Linked DNA regions of Mus musculus: region 1 is linked to region 2. Evidence: chromatin contacts called from public HiChIP or PLAC-seq data. All regions are on one chromosome and are shown on one strand. The core of a region is the stretch at or near the end of the contact, and the rest is flanking DNA. Distances in the headings are between cores, read along the strand shown. Region 1 overlaps Efna5 (ephrin A5). Region 2 has its middle 67 kb from the start of Gm25800.

Region 1 (6,471 bases), core at 949-3,448, 150 kb after region 2:
AAGTTATTGAGTAGGTGATTTTTAAGTGGCACTCTCCATGTTGCTGGCCAAGTTTCTGCTTTTGAAATTTTCAATACCTTGTGGTCTCAATTTAAAACCAGCCAGCATGCACAAACTTAAGCAGTTCCAGAGGTGAGAAAGGCAGATCCAGCCAGCTTCAGGTAGATGAAATGGGGAAGGTATGATTGACATACTTGTTGATATGATTCCGCAGTGCTCAAGGCCATCTGAGGCTAAGGGCCACAAGTGAGCTCAGCAGAGACCTAACCTGGCTAATTGTCTCCCCTGATTGTGATGGGTTTGATTAGAATAATCAGCTCTCAGCAGCCCTCAGGCAAAGATGCCAATGGTGGTGGGGGAAGAGCGGAGAGATGCAAGGTCACCGATAACCCACTCTTAAAACATTCATGTTACCAATAGGAACAAAAGCGAATTATCCTCCTTATAATCAGCATGGACATCCTCCTTCTGTTACTTTTCAGTTGTGTTTATGCAACGTAAATAAAGCAAATACTAATACTCAGGTTCTCTAAAAGTAAAAACATATCTGTTCACCGTCGCTGGAAAACAAAAAACTGTGATTCACTTCTGAGCAGTTATTTTAAAGTACATTATACTAAAAAACACAATACATTGTTTAATGGCTGCTAAATAAGCCTGTTCTACCTTCTTTCCATCAAAATGTCAGAGAAAGTATGTTAAACTCATATCTCTATTTTTGGAATAAAAAATTAAACATCCAGTTATCCATAGTGCTGCGTTAAAACCAGCGAAGTTCAATGTCCAAGGCCTGACTTAGGATGCTGTCTTTACCTCTGGGTTGAAATGACTTTCATATCTCAGGAGCTTGAACTAAGAATCTTTTATTTTACTATTCCCATGTGATAATGTTTAAGCTCTAAGATTTATATGTTCCAGAATTCTTTGTCTCTCAAAGGTGAAAATTTGGGAGAAAAGATTCCAACATGCAAAACACACACAAAAAAAGGGTAATATTTTACTCCTCCAAATAATATTAACTACATCCTTCTTTGTTTATATATTCGCTGTGTTTAGTTCATTACAGACAGTTGGGCTTTGGGGCTAGGATAAGAAAGAATCTGTCGGAGTGAGAATAATTTCATCAATGTTTCATAAATTTAATATCTGCTTCTTAAACTGTCTTCCTAACGTGACTTAAGAATCAGACCAGCAGAGCAAGGGACTGGAGTACTGGGGCTGAAGAGTTCAGACTCAGGTCCAGGAACAGAGATGCGTTCTATCCACAGAGAAGTGTTTAAAGCATTCGATAACATTAAACACAGATTTCCATCTACCTGCCAGGCTGCACAGAATCTCCAGCCTCAGATGGTGCCTCCAAATGTAGCTGTCCGTCAGTTAATGTCAAAACCTAATGTCTTTTCCATGGCCTTACACATCTGGTCCCTGTCAGTGTCAAGGATACTTGTTGGATGTGGTGTCAAGGCCGGCGAGATGATTTATATGCACAGACCCAAAGATCTCAAGGCTCATTCAAGGGGATGCATTTCATCTGGTAGACTTGACATCAACAAATGATTGACTGAAATTAAACAAAACTTTACATCCTGAAATCTGAGCGTTTGCTTCTCTGATGCTCACTCAGACAGGAATATGGTTAGTTAGTTCAGGAATTCACAGAAGATCCGTGTCAACAGTCTATTAATAAGAGGGGGAAGGGGTAGGGGGACGGCACATGAAACACCTCCATGTTTTGACCTCTGACCTCTTTAAGCTGGCACATTTTTAAAATTCTTTGTGGGATCAAGAGTGACTCACCAGCCACACTGGGGATAGAAGTATGGATATTTGGTATTCAAATGTGCCCAGAGTTTTCTTTGAAAATCATTAGCCGAGAAAGACTGCCTGAGTCTTGAAAAGGGTGTTTTTATGTTTATTTTCAAATAAATTCTCTAAGTATTTGTTTGATTGGAATGGAAAATTCTTCACTCTGTCTTTAATGTCTCTTCTGTCACTCTAGGAAAACAGAGTCTTGTCATAAAGCAGGCCAATGTTTGTTTCTTGGACGTTAAGGTCGTTGTTGGGAGTTGGTAATGGATAATTCTCTTTACTCGGAGTGAATGACTCTTTTTTATCACAAAGCATGTGATGATAAGAAAAAACTAACTTTGGTCCAGTCAGCATGAGTGTATATGTTCCGATAACTTTAATGCTCAGATTCCCTGTCTGGGTGTAGCTACACCAGCTCTGGAATGCTTCCCGCAAAGAAAGAGTCTTACTCTATTAGGAAATGCTTCCTGTTTATCTGCTATCTGATTAACATACTTTTAGCTTTGACTGACATAATGCAATGTCAAAGATATTAACTCCTCTGACTTGGAGGCCTTAATTGAAAACGATTTAACAGGGAGGGCTAAGGAAGGGTTGTGTAGGTACCATGCTCATCAAGCTAAAGTTAATTTAACCTAAATGAATAAGGGTATCGTGCATATTTTTTCCCAGCGTGCTCCGAGCCATTTCTGCACCCCTGTCTGTGAGCATGCAGAAACTTGCTTAAGCACTGAAGAAAGAAACTGATGTTAAGTAATGATTGTTCAGTAATGTCCGGGCAGTGCACATTAGTTCTCGAAGAAGCCAGCTGCTTGTGTTCCATCATCAATCCAAGCAGGCTTGTTGTAACATGTGAAACCTCAGTTACACTGCTTTCCGTCTAGATAAAGGTGTCAAAGGTGGCTCCTGTAGCCACCAGCACAAGAGCAGCATCCTTGCAGATCTTGCAAGCCTCTGGAGAACTGAAAAGCATCCTATTTTAAGAAAAGATGTTGGAATTCAAGGGCTGCTGCAACTATGTTACTCGTTGGGGTGTTATGTCCCGTAGTAGAACAAACCACATTCATCCCAACAGAAGGACTTTGTCTCGTTGTTGCTTGGTGGGGAGTGGATCTGGGAGTAAGGGAAAACTCATCTCCTGTCCAAAGTGATTTTTCTGGTGTGATGTGCCTCTCTCTGTCCAAGATGGCCATGCAAGAATTTTGGAGAAATTCCTACAAGGATAAATACTGCTAATCTATGCAGAAGACATCGCAAGGATTTATATGACCCCGACGTTCCCTCTGACTCAGAGCAGTTGCTCAGCTCTGGTACACCGTGTGTCCCATGCTCCCTGTGGATTTCTAGGCTGAAAGACCCTTCTGAAGGTCAAACTTTATGTGATTTTTTTTTCCTGTTTATAGGCAGGCCCCACAGACAGCAAAAGATCCAATGTTCTCAGTGCCCCACTCAACAGCTGAACCCTTTAACAGGCTTAATACGTAAGAACCTGACATGTCAAAAGCTGCTGAAAGAAACACAACGTTCACGGCTTTCTTCTCCATCACCGATTTGTCATTGCCAGTTGATAGAACACCTCTCCTGCCCAAAAGGAGGTAGGAGAGAGTTCAAGTCTTCAGGGAAAAACAAACAAACAAACAAACAAACAAACAAATGGGACTGGGGAGATCACTCAGTGGTTTATGACACTGGCTGTTCTTGCAGAGGACCCAGGTTCAATTCCCAGCACCCACATGATGGCTCACAGCTGTCTGTATCTCCAGTTTTAGGACCTGATGCCTTCTTCTGGCCTCTGTGAGCCCCAGGAATACATATGATATAAGATATATTATAGTGACTTATTACAATGTGTTCCCTTTGTATCCTTTAGTATGGAATGGGAACTGTTATTCCCATTTTTTTGCAGGTGAAGTAATTGAGAAGAAAAATTCTGAAATTTGTTCTCATTAACTTTTTTCTTTCTTTCTATTAGTCCAGTGTTTCTCAGCTTATGGGTTGGGACCCACACAGGGTTCCCACATCAAATATCCTGCATATTAGATATTTGTATTATACTGCTTGAGAAACTGTACATTAGGTCACAGCATTAGGAAGGGTGAGAACCACTGTTCTAGTCACATGATGTTCTATATAAATAAATGACATTGCTTTGGATATATTGTATTTATCATTATAATTAGCTGCCAGGAGGCTAAGACCTAAACTTAATGATCAATGAGGGTAAGTTATTTTTATTATGTTTGTCTCCCTCATACCTTACGTTTTTTATAGTTAGCATTTCAGTGCTATTTTTAGTGAATAACTTGACTGATTATTCAAAAGCCTTTGCTGAGTTTTAACTGTGGGTCAGGCATCATGCAGGATAGTCAGGAAGTCATGACAAACAGGGTATAATTCTTGTGTCCACATATCGGCCCCATCATAGGGGCAGGAAGAACCATGGAATTCTAATCACATTTTGAGGTATGAAAGTTGTGCCCTGATTATATAGCCTTGGAGATAAGGAAAGATTTGCTGGAGTCAGAATTTGCACGGGAGTTATCTTTCTTCAATTTTAGACAGAAGTTAGTGGAGGCATTCTAGGTGGGTGGATAGCAAGACAGAAGTAAAGGCAGAGATGAGAGTCCAAGTGCCTACAGAGTGGATTACTGAAGTGTTCTGAGATGTATTGGAAGTCTCAGCTCTAATGGAACACTTTGTATGATGGTGATTGTGTTATGTAGAAATGAGTGCTAGAAAACCTTAATATGGATCCGTATCATGAATTATTTGCAAAGATTTAAGGAGACACTAAGCCTAGAATCCCCTCTACTTCACAGATTAACTTAAAACACTTTTTGAAGTGATCGAGTCGCTCTATGGAAGAACGAGCGTTTTAGGAGGCAGCTTTCTACTGCCTTACCTTTTATGCAATAGAAATTTTAATCACCCATCATAGTATCAAGGGAAAGCCAGGATAATTTAGTCTTTCTTTGTAAACTTCCAAGTTTTGCTGATATTTTAATGAATGCATTCAAGATCTTTCTCTTTTCCATTTGATTCTCTACAAAGGATCTCTAAGTATAATTCTTGAATTTTTTTTTTATGTTGACAGTGAAATATGCTGTTTCACAAATGCATGCCTGACAATTCTTTGTTGTTTGACCTAAGAAATATTTCTCCTTTCATATTACTTTGAAATTAAGAAAGTTTTATTTTAAGATAACAGAACTTTTTTTTGCTTGGGATACAGAAAGAAAAAAAGGAGAGAGAGAGAGAGAGAGAGAGAGAGAGAGAGGAAGGAGGGAGGGAGGGAGGGAGGAAGGAAGGGAGGGGAGTAATTGAGGTTAAAGTAGAGGGTCTTAAAGATCATTTATCATACACCGATGTCACAAAGCTGAAAAACTGGCACTTAACAGGTTGGACTCCCAAAAGATTCCCAGATTCAAATATGGCAGCTCTTAGAGAAGACTGTATTCCTGAATCCCAGGACAGAGTTAAGAACGTTACCTCCATGGTCACTATGAATGAGAAGGCTGAAGATCTGGGAGCTGGTATTTCCTTCCTCCAGAAAATCATCGGTACAGAGAGTGGAGGGAGAGTGATCAGTCCAGAGCTGTCTAGTAGTGGCACCAAGAGCAGAAACCTCAGCCCCAACTACAGAGGGTCTGTTAATACCAATCCCCCAGTGGGTCCCACACTGCCTGCTGTCCCCCTGAGAAAGTGTCACAGGAAATCGGAGCCTCTCCAGAGCTTGCCTACTTATTGGTCACAATCGTCTGAGGTTTCTAAAAGCTTGCCATGTTCAGGCACTTGGGTGCAGTTTGAACTTTCCTGGCTTCTACAGGTATCTAGAACGAGCACAGTCTACTCTATTACAGGAGGACTAGCACCAACTAGTAATTACATTAGGGAATGATCTGCCCTAAAAAAATCAAGAAGTACAGATTAATTAACAATCTGCAGAAAGTTAAAAGCTAAATAATATCAACAGATCTGAAAAGTACCTGCTTTGTGGGTTTGGTGGGCACTGTCCTCATGTTGATGAGACTGGGATTATTTAAACCACTAAAAATGAATTTAAGAATTGGATCTTGCACCATGAAGCAAAGGATTATGGGTCCCATCCATTTCTGCTTCGTGTCTTCTATTATTGCCTGCTGACTATTTCTGCTCATAAGGGACCGTGAACTATCCATGAGTGCAAAATGGAGACAGCACAAATTGATTCAGTAACATCACACAGACATGTATGAATAATGAGGTTTGGTTGCAGTCTGTCACACAGCAAGCATATCAGTGTAACTGATTTATTGAAAACTTGGGTGAGTGGGGCCTCACTCTTAGAGAAAACATCAGCTCTTTTACTTTTATTTTATTTTATTTTATTTTATTTTATTTTTATAAAGCAACAAATTTGAACAAACTGATCCCCTTTGTAATCCAAAACGTGCCAGATGAAACTGGAACACAGCTGACCTACTTCCAATATCTGATATAAAAAGGGGACAGGGAGAATAAATGATACCAACATGATCATGAAACTTAAAGGCTCATCAGAGATGCTAATCAATTTCAATCCCCCCCCCCCCAAGGAAAGCTGTGGCTCCTATGGGTGTCTATGACAGTGTGAGGAATATACTTGTTGAAATGAGAGGAAATGAGCCTGTTAACCTCTTCCTT
Region 2 (6,471 bases), core at 3,076-5,575:
TTTGGCTAACACCATCTTGGTTGTCTGTCCATCACATCTACTCCTTTCATGCCAGTACTGTGGAAAACGAAAAGAAATCAGGTAGTAAAGGAGACACGGGAGACAGCCCACAGCCAGGCTTTGTTGGCAAAGAGTGCGGCTTATCTGTGTCTCCATCAGGCCTGAGGGGAAGAATTCAAGATGACAACTTCAGCAAACATTGGCAACAGTGGGAAGGGGAACCAGAGGAAGGACTTGTGGTGCTGAGGGATGCAGAGATGGAAGGTAAAGACACCACCCTCTTCCCACCTATGCACAGCGGAGAGTGAATTCGGACAGGCAAACCACTAGGTTTTCCTGACTACGAATCTTCTTATTCAGCTACCTCAGACTCAGAGATGCCTTCATGAAAGCCTTTCGGAAACTTCCTCCAAGTGCTTGTTTTTAACCAAAATGTAAAGCCGCGGGCATTTTCCAAAATGCCAATTACCGGACAGTGGTATAGATGTCACCCTTCCATCGCCAGTACCAAAAACAAGGACAAACACACAAGGCACCTCAGAGTTGAAAAATACTTCGCCTGTGGACGCGCAGACGTTCCCTTCCATTTCCCTTCATTACTCATTCACTTAGCAAATATTTATAACAATACAGGAAGGAGGCAAGACTGCTGATTTCCAGCATTTTTATTTTTCTTTCTGAGCTTCTTGTGACTTTCCCCCCTCAGTTAGCCGGAGGCAAGCACATAGCCTTGAGGAAAAGTCGATTTTGGATATTTGTTTTTAATTTCTCAAACAGCCTCTGGAGAATCAAGAGGGAGGGCCTGAGGGGAGTCGGTGATCAATCTCAGGCTATAAAAATAGAATAGGGGAGAGAACAGAGGAGAAAAGCTGAGGCAGGATGGGGACCGCAATGGACTGTAGACAGCTTCAGGCAATGTTGAATACACCTCTGGCATCCCAGATGGGCAATAGTGAGGGGGGGAAAAAAAACGGTTGCAATGCTCTTTGTGAAGCTGAAGAGTGAGGGACCCTACTGGGTGTGATCTTGGTACTCCTCTGAACTTTCTGTCCTTCTGTCCGTTTCTACACTTGAGATGACATGCGTGAACCGCTCCCCGTTGTCTTTGCACAGTCCCCAAACAAGCGTTGAGTCCTCAAAACACAAAACAGAGCTGTGCATACCCAGGCAGCAGGAGTATGGTTGAAAAAGTCAGGTCAGGGGGACCACTCTACAAAGGCAGGTCCAGAATCTTTCACCCAGGCCCGAGGGTGGAAATATGTCCCATTCAGTGCCAACAGAGCCTGGCTGTAGGATGTCTTATGTATTCCTTTGCTCCCCGATTCTTCCATTCACCAGTCTTAGGGGCCATCATTTTCTCCGTGTACTCTGAGGACTCAAAACACTGCTGTACCTGGGGAGGTGGGGGGGGGGAGGTATACAGAAATCGAATAAGCAGAGGCCACCAGGGTGAGCACTGTGTACTGTATCCACAATGAAACAAAAGACTGTCTCCCAAAGCTGAGCTGTCCCTAAGCTGAGTCTGAAAGTAGTCACAGCAGTTGGCTATGGGATGGAGTGTGTTAGCCTCCTAACATAAGCCGTATAAAACTACCACTAATTTAGAGACTTAAACAACAAAACCTGTGGCTAGGGAGATGACTCCATCCATAAAAGACCTGCCACGAAGAAAACACAAGAATCTGAGTTCAGATTCCCTGGCACCCAGAAAATACGTGGCCAGACTATGTAATTTGCATCATTGGGCAGGTAGAGATAGGCAGAGCTTTACAGCTCATTGGCCGGCCACCTAGCTGAACTGTTGAACTCCAGGTTCAGTGAGAAGCCCTGTCTCAAACAATAAGGTGCAGAGCAATTTAGGCTGACCAACAGTAACCTCTGGCCTCACATTCATACATATGCACAAAACACATCAAGTGCACACTGAACACACAGAAACAAAACCAACAACAGCAACCACAAAGTCTTTATAGTAACTAAAGCAAAAAGGCTGGAATGGTTTTACTATGATAAAGGTGTGGGGCAAAGCTGCATTCTTTACAGAAACTATAAAAGAAAGTCAAATACTTGTGGTTCCCTGCTGGTAATGACATCACTTCCGGATACCTGCTGGCAATGACATTACTTCTGCCCCTGTACCTATCATAGTACCCCCTTCACTAACTCACGTCCTTGGTCCTATAAGGACCACTGTGGTTACATTGATTCTGTGGACAATCCCAGAAACTTCAGGTCTCCACATTCAGAAAACAGTAGAGTATAGATGGAAACCAGTAGTCTCTTTCCTATTTATACATCATATTCACAGATTCCGGGTCAAGACAGGGGTAGGCCCTACTGTGCCTTCACAGAAAAGTTCCAGAAGAGACAATTGGCCGGAGCAAAAAATCAGAAATCAAGGACTATGAACTAAAACATAAGTTGATAAAACTAAACCCAAAGGCATGATAGCAGATGTGATGGCTAATCTTTGATGTCAACTTGGCTACATTTAGAGTCAACTAAAACCCTATTCTGCACAAGCCATTGAAGAGTTTTCATAATGAGATTATTTAATATGAGAAAACACACACTAAGCCTGTGTTACATCTCCTTGTCTTCATAATGGGACATGGAAAACAGAAGTCTTTGCTCTTGTGTGTCTGCCCTCATTGTCACTGGCAAGTTTCTCTCCCCTGTTGCTGAAGCCAGATTCTAACACAGACTACAGACCAGCAGTTCTCCAGGAAGCTTACCAGACTCCAGAGCCAGGTTGGGAAGGCTGAGACATCCAGCCTCATGAGCCTAACAACTCCTGCATTCTCAACCTTTCTGTCTGGAGATAAACATTGTTGGAGTCCCCGACCATAGCCTATAAGCCAGACTAATAAATCCCATGTATAACTCTCCTCCCCCTCCCTCTCCCTCTCCCTCTCCCCCTCCCCCTCCCCCTCCCCCTCCCCCTCCCCCTCCTCCTTCTTCTTCTTCTTCTTCCTATAGGGAACCCTAATACTTCAGGACTAGTGTGAGAGGATTCAGAAGGAAGATCGGAAAGGAAAGGAAAGGAAAGGAAAGGAAAGGAAAGGAAAGGAAAGGAAAGGAAAGGAAAGGAAAGGAAAGGAAAGGAAAGGAAAGGACAATTAGAGGAGGAGGGGAAGATCCAAAAGTAGGCTTGATGTCTGGAAGTTCTTCATATCATCTGTCAATACACAGAGAGATCTACTCTGAAAGAGACACTAATTAGAGCACTAGACAGGTTGTCTTGGACAGAAGATGTCATGTAGCCTACGCCATCAACCATGGCCAGTGCTGGAGAAATACTGGCATGAGCACAGCCATGTTAGAAGAGATGGAAAATATGATAGCCCGATTCCTGGCTCCCCATTTACTAATGCTCAGCTAGTTAATTTCTAACTCAACACGGTGGCAACAACAAATATTAAACTACAGCCTCCCCATTGCCCGATCCCCAGTAGAGATAAAACACTGCTTGCTGACAAGCCAGATTCTATCCACCTCTTCCACAGGGGCAGCACAATAGAATTGATAGAAGAGGTTCAATATTATAGTCCTGCACCAGAGAATGGTTTTCCTCTTCAGGAGATAGTGCCATACCAGATGCTCAGTGTTGGTTTCTGTTGTGGATGGAAACTCTTCTTGCCTGGAATTCGAATGGAGGGTGAAAACAGACAGCGGGTTTCTCTCTTCTCTGTAAGTTACTGCTCAGTTCCTATGGGTTTTCTGAGCCAAGGACCTATCTAATGAAGAAATGAGTCATTTTCTTAGGAACCCAATTTCTCTAAAAGACAAAGCAAAAGACAAGGCCAGTGGGTATAACCTGAGATGAGCATGGAGACCCTTAGGATAAAAGGTTTGAAGGTAGAACCTCCCATCGGATATGTACCAAGTGAGGTAGGCCTCCGGGGCAGAGGGTTCAGGATGGATGGAAACAGGGGAGGTAATGAATGCCAGTTGATTCTCTGAGACCAAAGACTATGAGCAGACCTGTAACTCACCCTTCAGACATCACTTTAGCAATTGGAATTCTAGGGGACTCATTCCCAAAGGTTTAAATTTAATATATAAGAGAAGTGGATTTGAGCAGCACCTTCTTTCAAAACTATTGAATGTGTTGTCTGCTGGCAGGCCCACAGCAAAGTCCTTCCCCAAGGACTGCCCTCAGTTGCAAGAACCAGGTTTGTCCAAAGTTACACCCAAATTAAATCACCAGTCACCGGAGGAAAAATAAATAAATAAATCACACATGAGCTCCTTGCTGCCTTTCAAGACACCTCAGAAGAGCCATTCCCATTGGAGGGCACCACAGAGACTGGCCGAAGACTCTGTTGCAACCATACTTTTGTTCATTTTCTCCCAGCATACAGCCTGAGTCACCACCCCCCGCCCCCACCCATTAAAAGTGTCATTCCTAACCTCACTCCCAATAAACAGGCTGTGCACAAATCAAGTTCCAAGGTTTGCTTCCCATGGAATCTAAATTATATTTGGCTTCTTTTACAGTTTTGGCATGATTTAATCTATTATAAAGCTTTCTGTACATTTATAGCATGGAATAAATAAATGTCCCAATTGCATAAGCTGGAATACTTCATACACTTGGTATTATAAACAAGACCAAGTCACTGAGCCTTGTGGTTATCATTTTTAGGTAAGTCTGAAGCTAGTTAAGTGCCAACAAAACACAATGCACATATAAGAACTCCAAATAACAAGATATATTCTGTCTAGCTCACAACCTAAAGTATTTCAGAAAAAGCTTATTTTCTGCATGCCGTACACTTCTGAACATTTTCCAGGCTAGGATTAATTTTCATTTTTGTTTGCCACTCTGTATGTATATGTTGGATTTGATCCGCACACAGCAGCTCCAATTGCAAAGAGGAAACTTTTGCTCTATGATTTTATACTTCTATGTTATACATTTTTAAAAAATACATCTTTAAAATGTGTTTCACTGTATGCTTCTCTATTGCTATCGAATGATGCTTCGGACTGAACTGTAGTGGATGGTGTCTCTGGTTAAAGATAAGAATTCAGAGGCCAGATGTGTTTTGCTAGTGTTAACCTGAGAGGTGATTCTAGGTCACTCTAACCTGAATGTCTTCAGTTTCTCACGTTTTCAAAAGTGACGTACGCCAGCAGTTTTACATCACCAGGGTCCTTGATCTTGTTTTTATGGCTACTGCAGTCTCTGTTGAAGTGTGTCATAGGCTTTTCTCAAAGATGTCACCCTCAAAATGCGAATCTTGACTTTCTGTCCCCTCTGCCAATGGCGATTTTTATCCTGTATTAGACATTAATGTTGCCATTTACTTTATCAATCAAGTCGAACTTGTATTTGATTCATTGTTTCTCCACTCCCAAAATAATCCATCACCAGGGTCTGTCACCTGTCTCCAAATGTCTCCAAACAGCCATTGCTATCCATCATCACCGTCCATATCCTTGCTGAGCTCCATCTGTTATGTCCCACCATGACCTCTTAGATGGCCTTTCCCACCTCCATTCCAGCCCCTTTTAGGACACATAACAGTCAGAGATCAAGAAATGTTTTAATGTAAAGCAAAACCCATTAGAATTCCACTTAGTTCCTAATGCTTCCTATTGATCATGCAATGAAATAAAGGCTCCTCATCATAGCTCACAGGCTCCTTTCTCTGTCCTTCCTCCTCCCGGGCTCATGTCACATCATATCACATCGTTTTCACTCTCCAACATCAGACACTTTGTCTTCAGTTGCCATTGTAGTTTTTGATCAAATGTGCCAGTTTCCTTTCTATCCCGAAACACCTGCTCTGTTCCTTCAGTCTAAAAGGTTCTGGCCCACTGCTTCCTGTCACCTGCTAATGCAATCAATAAGGTCTTAGCTCAACTCTCATCTCCAAGAGGTTTCCCTGATCAGCATCAAAATAGACTGTGGTACTCTTCTTCCCAGGAATATATTCATTGATTATCCTATTTAGTTCCTGTACACTGCTTACTGTAATTTATCCTAATTCATTGACTACTTTCTCTTCGTGGTACATAAAAACAGGACCTTGTCTGGCTTCTTACTGTTGACATATTAATATTTTACTGTACCTATACTGTGCTTAGTGCTCAGTAGAGATCTATTAAATGAATACAGCAAAAGTTACAGATAAAGTAATATAGATATAAAATGTCAAATGAATATGTTTATGGTATAGCAAATATAATACATATGCATAATATAAATATACAGACATGTCTGTAGTTTTATTGCTTCATGCAAACACTACAAAGTACATAGAATGGGATTTATATCGAACACAGTGTGTATTAAAGATGAAACAGTACTCCATAGCTCCAGCTATTAAGCAAACACACATCAAAACTACAATGGGAACTCACTTTACACTTGATTGAATGGATATTATCCAGAAGACAAAAGACAACAATCACTAGTAAGGACAAGGCTAAAAGGAACCTTGTACAATGTTGATGAGAATG

Evidence for each region. HiChIP or PLAC-seq counts read pairs in DNA pulled down with a chosen protein or histone mark.
Region 1: a CTCF HiChIP or PLAC-seq map of the NIH/3T3 cell line shows a contact between it and region 2, with 8 read pairs. The contact joins two enhancer-like sites. A contact is called at or near these places in 1 of 15 datasets of contacts at CTCF or cohesin (the NIH/3T3 cell line) and 2 of 484 Hi-C or Micro-C datasets (adipose-derived mesenchymal stem cells and nephron progenitors).

What each region holds. Positions count from the first base shown.
Region 1 is chr17:62,674,398-62,680,868 of GRCm38.p6, forward strand. The region is part of intron 1 of Efna5 (ephrin A5); the gene reads right to left. Among named protein-coding and RNA genes, the nearest start is that of Gm52303, 100 kb to the right of the region's middle. Within about 2 kb of position 2,199, at least 28 of the 459 cell types and tissues checked have an H3K27ac peak or open chromatin away from gene starts, as enhancers often do. A contact at or near this core is called in the NIH/3T3 cell line, where this site is marked.
Region 2 is chr17:62,520,731-62,527,201 of GRCm38.p6, forward strand. No RefSeq gene overlaps it. Among named protein-coding and RNA genes, the nearest start is that of Gm25800, 67 kb to the left of the region's middle. Within about 2 kb of position 4,326, at least 5 of the 459 cell types and tissues checked have an H3K27ac peak or open chromatin away from gene starts, as enhancers often do. A contact at or near this core is called in the NIH/3T3 cell line, where this site is marked.